Regions from separate parts of the Oryctolagus cuniculus genome. Here region 1 is linked to region 2. Evidence: chromatin contacts called from public Micro-C data. All regions are on one chromosome and are shown on one strand. Each heading gives the region's core, a stretch centred on a gene start, on an enhancer-like site or on the middle of the called end of the contact. The rest is flanking DNA. Distances are from core to core; before and after follow the strand shown. Region 1 overlaps LOC138850606 (a long non-coding RNA gene). Region 2 overlaps TGFBR3 (transforming growth factor beta receptor 3).

Region 1 (7,189 bases), core at 4,680-7,179, 220 kb after region 2:
GTCTCCCATATGTGTGCAGGGGCCCATGAACTTATGCCATCTTCTGTTTTCCCAGCCACATGAGCATGTACAGTTTGAATTTTTAAGTAAATGTATACAGTTGTACAATCATCACAATTATCATAATCAAATTTTAAAAATACTTCCAGGGGCCAGGGTTGTGGCACAATAGGTTAAGCCACTGCTTGGGACACCTGTGTCCCATATTGGAGGACCTGTGATTGATTCCTGCCTCTGCATCTGCTTTGAATTCAGCTTCTTGCCAGTGTGCCCGGGGGGCAGCAGATGATGGCTCAAGAACTCAGTCTTTGCCACCCACATAGAAGACCTGGATGGAGTTCCTGGCCCCTAGCTTTGACCTGGCCCAGTCCTGGTCCTTGCAAGTATTTGGGGAGTTAACCAGTAGATGGAAGAGCTTTCTATTTCTTTCTCTTTCTCATTCTGCCTTTCAAATTGTTTTTAAAATATTCAGTTTTGCCCTCTGTGTAATGGGGCTAATAGTAAATCTCAATGTAGTTCTGAGCACTGCAGGTGATATTTATAAAGTGCTTAGCCCAAAGTCTGCTAACATAATTGGTGCCTGCTGAGGGAAAATTCTGAACCAATTGCTTCTACAGAAATGTCAGGACTTGGTTGTAGCTGTGGAATTGTGGGCTGTCTGGGTGTATTGTAGCAGAATCACAAGGCTCTCGAATGATCTGATGCAGCAGCTTTATTAATGGAAAAGGCTGGGGCCATGGGCCAAAAGCCTTGGTTTCCAGTTCTGGTTCTGCCACAATCCTATGACTATGTGACTGTAACTTCTCCTGGTACCTAAGATATGCCCTGCCTCCCAAAAGGGGTCGTTGGGAAGCTTCAGCAGTCGGAGCTCAGTACCAACATTCAAAGCATCTTGTGCAAAACAATGATGACACTCAGCACAGGGCGGGGGCTGGGGCCCAGTGTGGGAGGGAGAAAACCTGGCCAAGGTCACTGAGCTTGTGGGCTGGCATAGGTGAAACGGGAGCCTAGCAGGAGGCCATGGAAATTTTCATAAACCCAAACAGGCATTTAGAGCTGAACTGGAAAGTTGTGGACACAGGATGTTGCTGCAAATGGTGCTGGGCAGGGCTGCTACCTGAGGTTTTGGCAGGCTCACCCTCTGCCAGTTGATTGCAGAAGGATGTTGGGTCATCAGGAAATGGGGATTTGAACCAATCCCACAGGAAGGTGTGAACAACAACAGAAGCAACAGACAAAAACAGCCAGGCCAGCTCTCATTGGTGGTAGCAGGAGGCAGGGAGAGGAGCGTTGGATTGGAAGGCACGTGAATTCTCACTTTCTTCCACTTTAGAAACTTCCAGGGAGGAGCCCAGCTGGCAGTCCAAGATGGCATTGTGATAGATCCTGCCACCTGCCTCCACCTCCTCCGTTAAGGCCCCCTGGGGGAGGAGAGGCCAGGTCACAGCTTGAGACTCACCCCATTAAGGAAGCTGGCAGAGCTTCACCTCACAGTTTGGAGTGGATACTTTTTATTTTTTTTTCCTTTGGATGCCCAATAGACATCCTGACTTTTTTTAAGTAAAACTACTTGGCTTATCTCAGGGGAGGGAGGACATGCTTTCCCCCATAGTACGTGCAGTCCTGGTGGGGCCATCAATACAGGCATGCTGCCCTCCTCTGGCCAATGAAACTGTCCTGGACTCGAGTGACGGGTGAAAACAGGGAAAGCCTGCTGAAGACCTGGCTCCAGGGCCCTCGCTCAGTCTTCACGTCCACCATTTGAATCCCAGCTCTGCCCCAGTGTCTTAGCTGTTTTCCTGTTCTGTGAACCCCCGATAGCATTCCATTAAATTCTGTTTTGCAGGGCCTGTGTTGTGGTATAGCAGATAAAGTCACTGCCTGTGATGCCAGCATCCCCTAGGGGCACCGGTTCTAGTCCTTGGTGCTCTGCTTCCGATCCAGCTCCCTGCTAATGTGCTTGGCAAAGCAGCAGAGAATGGCCCAAGTCCTTGGACCCTTGCACTCACAAGGGAGACCTGGATGAAGCTCCTTGCTCCTGGCTGCAGTGTAGCCTAGCCTTGGCCTTCTCTCTGTAACTCTGCCTGTCAAATAAATAATTTTTAACAATTCTGTATTTTGCTAAAGTTAGCTGTTGTTCATTTGTGTTACAAAGAACAGACATAGAACATGGCTGTGGCCCTTGCTTGGGGACATTCATGAGGAATAGAAAGAACACCCCCACAGCCTCTGTTTCTCAGCCATCTGGGTGATGACAGGTGAGTCACTAAATCCCTTGGAGCCTCAACTTTTGTCCAGCAGAGATAGTATTTGCAGCATGATTAGGGCTAACTGTATATATTTATTCACTCTTGTAATACTTACCAAGAAACCACCATTTCCCTAAAACTCTAGGAACCAGAATAGAGATGTGAACAAGACAGGTCCTGTATATGCCTTGTCTGAATGGACACGACCTCGGTGGGAAGAGAGGCATTGAACACATGTTCCAAAGTCTGTTGGTGTAACAATAGAGGTGCATGGCACTTTGGGAGTGGTTGGCGAGAGGACCCGAGGCATTTGGCATGGGCGACTCTTCATAAACGAGGCTTCCTCTATGTCTCCTCCTCCTAGCTGTTTCCTGCTTCATCATGCCATTTCACATTTTGCATCCATGCTTTCGTCTTCACCATTGTTGGGGCTCGCTCATTCCCATTTTCTGGTAGTAGAGTTAGGATACTCCAGAGAAGTTCTGATCCAGTTCGGTCACTGACCATCTGCCTCTTCTGTCTAAAGCATAAATTGGAACCCATTCATCTCAACAGGTGGGCCAGCTCACCAGCGTGTCCTCACCTTATAGCACAGAGGGGAGACAAGGTTAAGAGAATGAGGAGAGGAACAGGAAGGCTCTAACGGCTTTAGAATTGTCTGCTTCTCAGATGAACAAAGTCTGGTAGGAGTCAAGATGCAAGAGGCTGCCTAACGCTGATAGTGACAAAGCGCAAGTAGGCAATGTCTCTGATTCACTAGGGACTTTCCTACCATCATTAAATCTCAAAAATGATTTAAAACTTTGGCTCCAGGAAAGAGCTAAAAGAACATTCTTCCCCTCTGGACTTAAGTCTCTCGTTCATGTCCTGGGTGTGTAACTTTGTGACATCGTTGGATTCTGATAGGCAGTCCAGGGCCCAGGGTGCTCCTTTCTCAGGTGGACAAGTCCTGGTGGATGTATCTGCTGAGAAATAATCCCTCAAGGGGCCAGGACCAGAGGAACGAGATTCTGTGTTGGGTACTGGGGAAGGACAAAGACAGTAAGACACATAAGGTTCTTCTGACACAAAAGCTTTAAGGGGTTGAGACACAGAGACACACACAGTGCCAGACACTCACACAAGGCAGCAATAAATGAGAACTGTCTGTTGGACAAGGATGGTCATAGCCACATCTCTGAAATCCAACCTAATCCCACTTATCTCCTGTCTCCAGCCGGAGATGCCTTCTCCTCCAGACACCTGTATCTGTTGAGACAAATGCATTCCTCCAATCACAAAGGTTTGAAATATTAGAGTTACTTTTCATCCTCATCTTCCCCTCAACCCCACATCTGGTCCTGTTGATCTGATTCTTAAATTCTACCCATCCTGTCCAAAGACACCAGAGTCATATTCGTAACAGACAGTTCTTACAACACTGAGAACAAAATCCTTCTAAGTCCTCCAGAGAGCTGCAGAACACCATTTGTAGAGAAACCCAAATGTCTTTGCTTTCCATTGTGGTCCCTTGTGATCCAGACCCATTCTTGCTCCCTCTTGCAAGTCCTGCTCCTCTCCTACAGGAATGTACTCACCAAGTTCTCTATTTTTTCCTATTTTGATGCTTTGACATCTGGAGCCTTGCTGAGCATGGAGGAGCTCTGCCTCTCAGGATTAGCCAGTTCCTAGTGACTGTAAACAACTAGCCCTTGAGCGAACTCTTGGAAGGCAAACCAACCAATTCAGAGCCCACCCTCCAAACACCTCCTCTAGCCAGGCCTCACCCTCGGGGCTCCTGGTCCCCTGCCCAATCACCCCAGCACCCCAGGGCCAGTTACCAAACAAGAAGGGGTCGCCCCTATGCCCTGGGTGGACTGAAATTACTCAAAGTAGCTAAACTGCAACCGGCTGACCCTGCCGCGCTCCTTCCTCCCCACGGAGAGCACCATAAGGGCCCCTGCCTGTGTCTCTTCCTGCTCCTCCTGCCTGCTTCATGGCTCCGGTGCTCACCCACCTGGCCCCTGTGCTGATGCCTCCTTCCCAAGGGACCCGGGAGTGCAACAAACTGTCTTCAATAACCATCTTCTCCGAATCTGCTGGCTTTGCAGGGCATAAGTAATAATAAAACCTGTATTTTGTAAAAGAGGAACCCCATGCTCCAGCAGAATTTCTTGTTTCCCAAAAAGGCGCTTGCTTTTCTTCACCGGAGTCGGGAGTCACTGCCCGTCCTCAGAAGGAGCTTCCTTTGGCCATTTCTGAGTCCACCCCTCCTTCAGCTCACTCTCTGCAGCATTGTTCCGAATCCCTGGTGATAATACATATTTTTTTTTTTTTGACAGGCAGAGTGGACAGTGAGAGAGAGAGAGAGAGACAGAGAGAAAGGTCTTCCTTTGCCGTTGGTTCACCCTCCAATGGCCGCCACGGCCGCGCACCGCGCTGATCCGAAGCCAGGAGCCAGGTGCTTCTCCTGGTCTCCCATGGGGTGCAGGGCCCAGGCACTTGGGCCATCCTCCACTGCACTCCTGGGCCACAGCAGAGAGCTGGCCTGGAAGAGCGACAACCGGGACAGAATCCGGCGCCCTGACCGGGACTAGAACCCGGTGTGCTGGCGCCGCAAGGCAGAGGATTAGCCTATTGAGCCATGGCGCCAGGATAATACATATTTAAACACAGGAGTCAGAGTGGTTCGTGACTGTCCTATATCACACAGCACAGTAAAGGCAGTGTCAGATCCCAAAGCCCTGCGGGCTTCTTTATCCCCTTCTTAACCACTGCACTTGCCGGGGCCTCTAGGTGTGTGCAACAGAAACAGACCTTGGTCAACCTGGGCACAAAAGGGATTTCCCAGAAGGATGCTGCAGCAGCTCATGGAACCGAAAGAGGAGCGCAAGGACCAGGCCACAGGTGCCGTGGGAACAAAGAGAGCCCCAGTGATAATCTTTAAATCTTCTCTCAAGATCCCAGTCTTTAATAGCTCACACCTACTTCCTTAAAGTTTCAACTACCTGGGAGAGTCAATTGAGTGGCCCAGCCTGTTGGATATAACCTCTGGCCCCAGCAGCTATGGCAGGATGTGTCTGGGAGGTAGGGGGAGCCATACAACACTGATGTGATCACTGGGGAACCATTCCTGTGGATTAGTTTCCCGAAGAAACTGGAAATGTTGAGAGCTGAGCTTACACCCCAACTTGAGTCTCCTGCAGGCATCATTCTAATGTATTAAATACTAAGTCTTCCAAATAAAACTGGCCAGCAGGAGGGTTGGACAAAAATCAGCTCCAAAGCAAAACAAATTTTATAGTTCAATAGTTATCGAACGCTGCGTGCCACGTACTATGCTAGATAGACACTGGGCGAGGAAGCAGATGAGGTCAGGATGTGAAAATTAATCAGCCCTGGCAACCACTCAAGGCTAAGATAGGCATACAAATCATGACGATGCAGGGCAGGATAATGGAAGTGATCCTCCCAAAGAGGTACGAAGTGCAGAGAGGCCCTAAAATTTATATCCAGAAAGCGAAAGTCCAGATTTCCCTTCCTACGGCAACCGCATCATATGCTGGAAAAACTATACGTGATTCCATGTGGAAAGAAACACAATGTTCATATTTCCACCTCCTGCAGCCCAGCTGCCAACTCAAACATCTGGCACCCCTTAAGTGTGCAATTAGGGAAGAACTGGTTGTGGGGATTCCTGCACCACTGCTACGCCCCACTTGGATGGACTGTGCAAGCACAGCATCTGGGAAGGAACAAAGAAACTGCCTGAGCAGTCTGACCATACTCCTACGAAGATTTCAGATGTTGGTTCTGTCAGAGAGAACCTTCTGGAAGTCTGCGAGCGCAGCCAGGAGGAAGCACTCTAGAATTCTCGGGGATAGGGTTAAGGATAGAGTTCTTGGCTGATAACATTGCTATACAAGGAGAGTTTGCTGCAACATTTCATAACTCAAGAGCTGCAGGCCTAAGGCCATGCTGTTGCAACATATTTGGATCCATCTCACATCATGGTAATGAGAGGGTGAGAAGAATTCAAACATCTTGGTCTCCCCGGAATGAGCAAAACAACGCTGCTAAATTTATTGAGAACACAAGGTGCACATGAGCTTAGGACCTGTTGTGGGGGGGGGGGGGTAGGAGAAGGCATTGCTCTCTTCCCTTACTACCCAGGGGTTAGCAGGGGTACAGGAGGCACAGAGCCTGATGGGATGTGAGACAGAGAAGGCTGGCAAAGCAGAGAAGGCAAGGAAGGGAAGGAGGGAGGAGAGCAGACACATAAATGTGCAGGTGCAGGGGGAGAGGGCAGGGAGGGCTCCTGGAGCTGTTGCATGCTGTTTTCCCGGTTGAAGTTGGGGACAGTGAGTCAAACAGAACTAGTCTCACCCTCAGCAGCAGGGAGTGGGTGAGACCATCAGTTAAGCGACACAGACAAGGAGCCATCAACCAACCTTTCTGCAGCCCCCCTCCCCCCTGCATCAGGCACTGCTGCGTTTTCTTTGACTTGTGGACTTAGAAGCTCCAGCATTTGCCCTTGGAAAGACTCACACAGAGAATCAGGTGTCTCCTTGCCCTCAATCCGTCAGCTTCATCTGTAGAACTTAGCTTTCTCGCAGTCTGGTGTTCCCATCACTGCTGGGTCAAGGAGCTTGAACTCTTGTGCTTACAGGGTGAGTTCACATGTCTACACGGGTGGGATGCCCTCAACCTTGAAGGCTATAGCCAGTATTGAGAGAGCCAGGGCGGGTGGAGGGGTGAAAGAGGACTTTGCTAGGCCCTCACAGTCGCTGTGGGCAACAGCCCTCTCGCATTGGTCTCCAAACAAGGTTGTATGAGGTTGATTCCTACAAACTTGCTGATTTGCTAGGTCAAAAACAGTTGAATATCACTAATGCCAAGTAGCCCAAATTAATACTCATACACAAACCCATAACCTCTGTGTTAATGTTGGTAGTTTGTTA
Region 2 (7,383 bases), core at 1,928-4,427:
CCGATCCAAAGCCAGGAGCCAGGAGCTTCCTCTGGGTCTCCCACATGGGTACAGAGGCCCAAGGACTTGGGCTATCCACAACTGCTTTCCCAGGCCATAGCATAGAGCTGGATTGGAAGTGGAGTAGCTGGGACTCGAACCAGCACCATAGGGGGTGCCAGCACTGCAGGTGGCAGCTTCACCCGCCACACCACAGCCTCAGCCCCCAAGGGCAGTGCCTCTTAACACCACACTAACACTGGAAAATGAAGATGGCTGAATTAAGGAGTGTGGGAGATCCATTTTTTGAGGCTGGGGAGGAGCTCTGTGCACCTGAGACTCGTTTTGGAAAACCGTTTTATAAAGTGGCTTGCGTTTCATGAATTTGGTAACCTATGGCCCTGAGTTTGTTTTCTAGGAGTGGGATCCTCAGCTCCTCTTTGTGAATCTGCGTGCTCACATGGAGTGTCACTCTTGCAGTGTGTCCATGGGAGATGCGAGCATTGCTTTTACCCTGGCTCCTGTTCAAGTCTGTGCGTGTTTATATTCGGAGCTTTCTTCTTGGACATGTGTGAACATGGAAGGCGATAAGCTCACAGGGCAGCCTCAGTCCTTTAGTTCTTCCTATCTCGGGAAAAATAATTAAGAACAGGATGATCATCATGTATGTTTTGAGAAAAATCAACAGTCTAATACGTTTTAAGTCATTTTCTTGGAAGAAAGCCATCTGGTTTGGGGTATAGAACAAAAATACCCTCTAAGAATTTAAAGATGGTTGCATGGATTTGTGTTTCTTCAATGCATGACTGGCAGATATCATAATCACATGGCTCATGAATATGTAGCTTTGCAAATTATGAATGCGGGTTCATGGGCATGGAAGTTATTATTTCTTTAAAAAAACTTCTAAAAGACAACATTGAGTCATGATATATGTTAATGGAAAACATGTTTCAGGTCCCATTTCACATCACGTGGCTATGGAGGAAATAGGCAAGTCCTCCCAGGAATTGAGTAAAGAGAACGTGTTATTTTCCTCTTTCAGAATATAGGGTTCAGTCCTCATTTGGGAGGTAAATATTTCAATGCTTGTTCCAGTAGGTTTGTTTTCGCTGGATTTTGAGTGCACAGAATATATCAAAGCATAATCTCCTTAATGCTCTAAGTGGGGGCTGTTAGGAACTCTAGGCCAGTTTGCAGGCCCTACTTCAACATAAGCCTGCGTTTTAGAGAAATGCCTGTTCTCCTTTATCATCTGTCTTTCTCCCCTGTCCCTACTCTCCCCGCACAGAATCAGGCTTACCAGTTCTTGCCGTGGCAGATGTTTCTGAATTATCAGTATGTTTTTCTTTGCTTTATTTGTTTTCCTTGTTTTGCTCTATTTTCCTAGGCAGGCAGTTCCAAAAAGAGATTTGTTTGTGCAGGAGTTAGGAAAAGGGAAGGGGAATCGTGAAAGCTGGAGGTGGAGCAGGACAGAGAGGAGCTGATCCTCATTGTGCAGATGTTGAACTTGCATGAATGTCAAAGTCATGGCCATGTGTGAAGCTGGGTATGTGAGTGAGAGCATCCCCCAGGGCCCGTAACCTGAATAACAGGCACTCATCCAGCTGATAAGTTGGGCTCCACATGGACCACAGCTGAAGTGTGTGTGTGTGTGTGTGTGTGTGTGTGTGTGTGATTCCTGGAACAGATTTTCCTCTAAGGTCTCAGCAGGCTTTTCTTTATCATTGGGGAGCTAGGACTTCTATTTCACAAGGCCCAATTTCTTTATTTTCCAATGTGCAAAAAGATGACTCTATCCATGAGCTGGCTTTTCGCTCTCCCTCTTGGCTTCGTGTCCACCTTTGCAGAGGAGAAGATTCTTGTTTATTCTCCAAGCGATCTCATTCAAGCTTTCTATAGATTATTTGGAGTTTACATCACGCTCATTCCTGTGTCCTGAGCTATGTTCCTCAAGCGTGCACTGGAATCTCAGTGGCGGTAGGATTATAATGTAGTTTCCTGGACCCTACATATCCACTGCACTACCCTGGAATCTGCATTGTAACAACTTAAATGCACTGTCTGTGATGCAGTGGTCTGAGCATCACACTTTGGGAAGCACTGGACTTGAGGCACAACATGTATCAAAGCATTCGACATTGGTTTGTGTTCTGAGACCAGACCAAAAAGATGGATGGGTGGGTGGGTGGATGGGTATTATCAGTTCAGAAGTAGATTTGTTCCTCAGGGTCATTTTGGAGGAAGAGCTAGGGCAGTGCTGTGCAATAGAAATAGAATGTGAACCATATATATCATTCTAAGCCTTCTGTTACCACATTTTAAAAAGTAAAAGAAATGAAATTGATTTTAATGAGATCTTACTTAACCCACTGTACCTGAAATAATATCACTTAAATATAGGTATAACCAATTAATTAAAAAAACCTATTCAGATGTTTTGCTTTTTCTTGTACTACATCTTCCAACTCTGGTATACATTTTATAGTCACGACACAGGCCAGTTTGCATAGCAGCCTTTCAGATGCCGTATGGCCAGTGGCTGCCGCACTGAAAAGCGAAGATAGCAGCCCTGAGCCCTGACAGATACGTGATTGACCCTGCGACTTCTTCCACTTCTCCGCTACTCCTGTAAATGACCTCAAAATCCTCCTTAACACAGAACTTCAGGCAGGCTCTGCCAATTATAATTAGACTTCCAGGTTTATTCCGTTCATTAAGCAAATGAGTGTCTTTTTTGTATCAGACACTGTACGAAGTACGTGGGATGAGCAAAGCAGATGACGATGTTAGGTGGAGGAGCTTGCCTTCTAGTGCATGGAGCACAATAAATACACCACAGGCTACTCGAGAGGGTGGCGAGCACTATGGACATACAGCGTGAGGTGGGGTGAGGGGAGCTGGTGGCTGGGCTGTCATTTTCAGCAGAGCCTCTTAGGAAGGCTATATTTGGGTAGACTCCACGAGAGTGAGGAGCAACTGGAGATGAGACTTAGCAGCCACTCGTGGTCTCTTGCTGTGGGAACTGTTCCTCTGGGAACATTCTTTGTGGGAGAGAGGTCGAGGAGGTGGGAGACTGGGGAAAGGCCTGGATGAGGCCTAGAGTGGCACTGCCCCTCCCCCAACTGACGACCAACCAGTTAGAGGCACAGAGCTAGGCTGTGATGCAGCCACCAGGCCCTGAGTCAGCCGCCGTGCGGAGATAAGTGCTAAACCAGCGGCGCTCACTTCCAGGAAAGGGCCATGGCCTTGAGCGAGGGCCTGATCAGGCTTGGGAGCCCAGCCCTGAGGCTTCCCTGGATCCGCTCAGGACTCAGGAGTTACAGCTCCAACACAGGTGTGGAAACAAAGCGCTGCTTGCCTCCTGTGCTTTTTTCATGCACTTTTGGACGAGGTTGTTGAATCGGATCCAGAAAAAATAATAAACTTGGCTCTCGTTGCCTTAGCCGTAAGTTCTTGTAATAAAACTCCCAGCACTGGCAGATAGAGTAATGTCCTGCTCTTTAAAAAAAAAAAAAAAAAATCTGGTAGCATAACCAGGATCTCAAATACAAATGGCGTGTGTGCTTCAAGTGGGAGGAGCATCGAGGAGGGGACGTGGCTCGGGCTGCTGCCCCGCTGCCCGGAGTTTGTGGGGCGTAGGAGGCTCCATGGGTGCCCCTTCAGCAGCTCCTTGCTGAGGATCAGGCTACTTGGTGCTCCTTCCCACAGGAAGACGTCTGTCCTGTCAGGGGACGGCAGAGGACTGGCTTCTAATTAGCGTGCGGGAGGAAAGTTCCGTGGCTTGTAGGGGGAGATGTGGAGCTCCTAGATAGGCTTCAGTAATTAGTTTTTCGGTAGAGTTATTAGGTGAAAAAATCCAATCACGAGCTTTAAATCCTGGCCGAAAGCTCATTTCCTGGGCAGTGAGAGAAGCAGTGGGGGATTGGGTAAGGGGAGTGAAGAATGCAGGCCTCTCCTTTCCTGGAAGGAGCAGCTCTGCGCTTCCCTGCAGCCAGCAGGTGTCGGGTCCCTGCTTTGTACCCAGCACTTGTGCCGGAAGAACGAGTTGCTTCTTAGGCCCTGGAGGTGCTGGTCCTGGTGGAGTGGCGGGTCATGTGAGTGGGGGGAGGGACTGGAGGCATGTGCAGGATGCATTGGGGCAGCTGCATGCTGAGGAGGGTGGGCAACCTGGGGGACTTCCTGGAGAAGGTGACACTTGTGGGAAGCTAAGGAGCAGTATGGAGCAGTGCAGACAGGAGAGCAGACCCAGGAGTATGTCTGCCTGGTGTGTTCTGCAATGGGAGTGGTCCCACGAGGTGAGTCCTGGGTCCATGAGTGGGTGATGTGCAGCGAGGGCTTGTGCCACGTGGAAGGTGTACAGATTCTGTTTTGCATCATCCTGGCTATACTTCTCAGAAAGCCTGCCCAGGTGACAGCGTGGAGGAGGGACAAGAGGGGTCAGGATTGCCAGCGGGGAGGGTCTGAGGTTTCTGGACAATGTTGGAGACATTAGGGCCACAAATGGGATAGTAGCTTGGCAAGAACTCGCGGAGGAGGTGGGGTGGAGCAATAAATAGCCTTGGCAGTTTCTGCCATTTCATCCAAATTGAAGGTCCCTGGTCTTGACCTTTTTCTCCCCTCCCCTTCCCACCCTCCCCTTTCCTCCTCCTCTTCCTCCTCCTCCTTCTCCTCCTCCTCCTTCTCCTCCTCCTCACCTCTCCTCTTTTCTTTTCTTTCTTATGTGAGGGATGGACTCGAGTACCTGGGGTGGGGAGGAGGGGCTGGGGCCTCCTCTGCCCACAGCTCCTGAAACCTTTGGCATCTCTGCCATGATCAGTGGGTTACTCTTTACTTGCCAGATCACTGCTGAGTGGGGGCTCCTGCACAGGCTCTGGATGGACTGGTCCCTGGGTAACCAACTGTCCGACTGAGGGCTAGAGCTTTCGGCACATCCTCCCACCGGGGAGGGAAATGGAGCTGGAGTTGACCCAATCACCAGTGGCTGCCAATTTCACCAATGGTGTCTACCTGCTCTTCAGCCGCCATAGGCTTGCAGAACTTGTGGCTGAGTGAAGCGTGGAGGTGCTGGGAGGGTGGTGCTCCTGGAGAGCCCATGGAAGCCCCAAGCCTGTGCCCCTGTGGCTGGTGCTATGCACCTCTTCCATCTGGCTCTGCCTCAGATGTCCCCTCTGGCACACACAGGTGGATGTTGGTAGAGTGTTCCCTTGAGGTCTGTGAGCCACGCTAGCCAACCGCTGAAGCTGAGGAAGTGGGTCGTGGGGACCTCTGATTGTAGCCAGTCTATATCCTGGACATGCAGCTGGTGTCTGGAATAAGGACCGCCTGTGGTCCTGAGTGAGCCCTCAGCCTATGGGCTCTGATGTTGTCTCCAGGTGCAGTAGGTGGCTAGGGTCAGAATTCAATTGAAAGGTGGGACACTAATGGGTGTCTGCAGAGTTGGAGAATTGGTTGGTGTGAGAAGAACACACAGCAGAAGAGAACCATTGTGGGGGGTGAGCCTAGAGAATAGGAGGGGCCATTTTTCCCATATGCACATGTAGTTTCCATGTAATGATTACAGCCCTTTCTCATATTGGAAGAATTTTATTTACGCTCTAGTTTGATGTGGTTTGCTATCGTTATTTCCTGTGTTCTACTGTAGACTTTTTTCTTTAAAAATTTATTTATTTACTTGAAAGGCAGAGTGAGAGAGAGAGAGATCTTCATCTACTGGTTCACTCCCCAGCTGGCAGCATCATCCAGGGCTTGTCCAGACTGAAGCCAGGGGCCCAGAGCTCCATCCCGGTCTCCCATGTGGGTGCAGGGGCCCACGCACTTGGGCCATCCAGTGACTTCTCAAGTGCATTAGCAGGCAGTGGATCAGAAGCAGAGAAGCTGAGACTCCAGTGGTGCTCTGATAGCTCTGATGTGGGATGCTGGCGGCATCACAGGTGGCAGATTAACGCCGTTGCCCCACACGCTAGCTCCAGTCTTTAACTTCTCTGACTTTCTGCCTAACAGTACTTAAAAGCACAGTACTCCTTCCCTCTCGCAGTTTCTTCTCTTTGCCATCACATGCATTTATTTATTTTGCTCCTCTGGATTCCCTTCTAGACTGTAAGCTCCATGCGGGCAGGGAGTTCTATTTGCCACATTTTCTACTTTGTGTCCTGATCTAAAATGGTGCTTGGCACAGAGCAGGCAGGTACTCAGTAGATGTCTGTTGAATGTATGAAGCATAGATGAGATGACAGCGGAGTTCAGCTCATCATACAAAAGCTGCTGTGGTCTGAGGCCTTGCTCAGTGAGATTCGTCACAGGGATTTGGCTCGTGTGATTATGGAAGCTGGCAAATCCAAAGCCCGCAGGTCTGATGTCCCAGTTCCAGCATGAGGGCCAGCAGGCAGGAGAATTCTCGCTTCCTTAGGGGAGGGCCAGCCTCTGCCTCTACACAGGCCTCCGACCAGTTGGATGAGCCAACACAGCATTGGGAGGGGGCGTCTGCTTTGTTCAGTCCGCTGATATAATGTGACTCTTCTCCAAAAAGTCCTTACAAAAATGCCCACAATAATGTTTGGCCAACTACCTGGGCACCCTGGAGCCCAGTCAAGTTGACACATAAAATTAACCCTCAGAGTATGTTTGTTAGACTACACCCAGAAGTCCTGGGGCTGACCCAGCACCACATTTCAGACTAAACTGGTGAAGCTCTGAGTAAGGTGGTGTCTGGGGAGCAGCCAAAGAAGCAAACGTGGGGTCGAGGCTATGGCACCTTCTGTAGTTGAAGGGAAGAGGAAAGAATTCTCTTTGGTCTGGCACACACACCTCAGGCATTGGGTAGAAGGCGAATCTTACTGATTAGAAAGTTAGCAAGGTCCTCTTTCTGGCAGGGTCCAAGCCAGGCCAGCTGTGAGAAGTCCCATGGTCTCACCTTGCCCAGGGCCGAGTGTCTGGCCTCGAGCAGGTCGCCAGTCTCTCTCTCTCGGAGGCTTCCTCCTCTGTCCTGTGGAAGTTGTGGCAGCCTGCCTCCCGGGTCCTGAGGAGCCGGTCACACCTGGACAATACCATCGGAAACTCAGCTCTGTCCCAGGGCCGACAGAGCTGGCAGCAGGAGCGGCGTGCTGACCAAGCCCTTGCTGAAGCAGAAAATTTCCACTGACCTGCAGTCAGGACACCTCACGGCCCCTGGCAGCTCTGCTTTCTTCCTACTGGAATGTGTCTGAGGAGCGGCAGGAGCTCTGGTTCCAAATTCCTGGACCTTGAGTGTGTGGCGCTGGTTGCTGCTGCCTAGGGGTAGGGGAGACGGGCATGGAGGCATCGGCGGGAGGTGCCCCTTCTCGAAGAATTGGCTCCAGCGTGGTGGTCTGCCTTCTACTGACCTCGGGACACATTCCCAGGTCACTCCTGATGTCTTCCCTTATT

What was found. Hi-C and Micro-C count contacts between places; a contact is called where the count stands out from the background.
Region 1: a contact with region 2 is called in a Micro-C map of ear pinna, with 4 times the contacts expected there. The contact joins two enhancer-like sites. A contact is called at or near these places in 2 of 6 Hi-C or Micro-C datasets (ear pinna and psoas muscle).

What each region holds. Positions count from the first base shown.
Region 1 is chr7:79,076,697-79,083,885 of mOryCun1.1, forward strand. All of the region lies in intron 1 of LOC138850606 (a long non-coding RNA gene), which reads left to right. Among named protein-coding and RNA genes, the nearest start is that of CDC7, 41 kb to the right of the region's middle. Within about 2 kb of position 5,930, at least 1 of the 8 cell types and tissues checked has an H3K27ac peak or open chromatin away from gene starts, as enhancers often do. A contact at or near this core is called in ear pinna, where this site is marked.
Region 2 is chr7:78,862,699-78,870,081 of mOryCun1.1, forward strand. All of the region lies in intron 4 of TGFBR3 (transforming growth factor beta receptor 3), which reads left to right. Among named protein-coding and RNA genes, the nearest start is that of TGFBR3, 150 kb to the left of the region's middle. Within about 2 kb of position 3,178, at least 4 of the 8 cell types and tissues checked have an H3K27ac peak or open chromatin away from gene starts, as enhancers often do. A contact at or near this core is called in ear pinna, where this site is marked.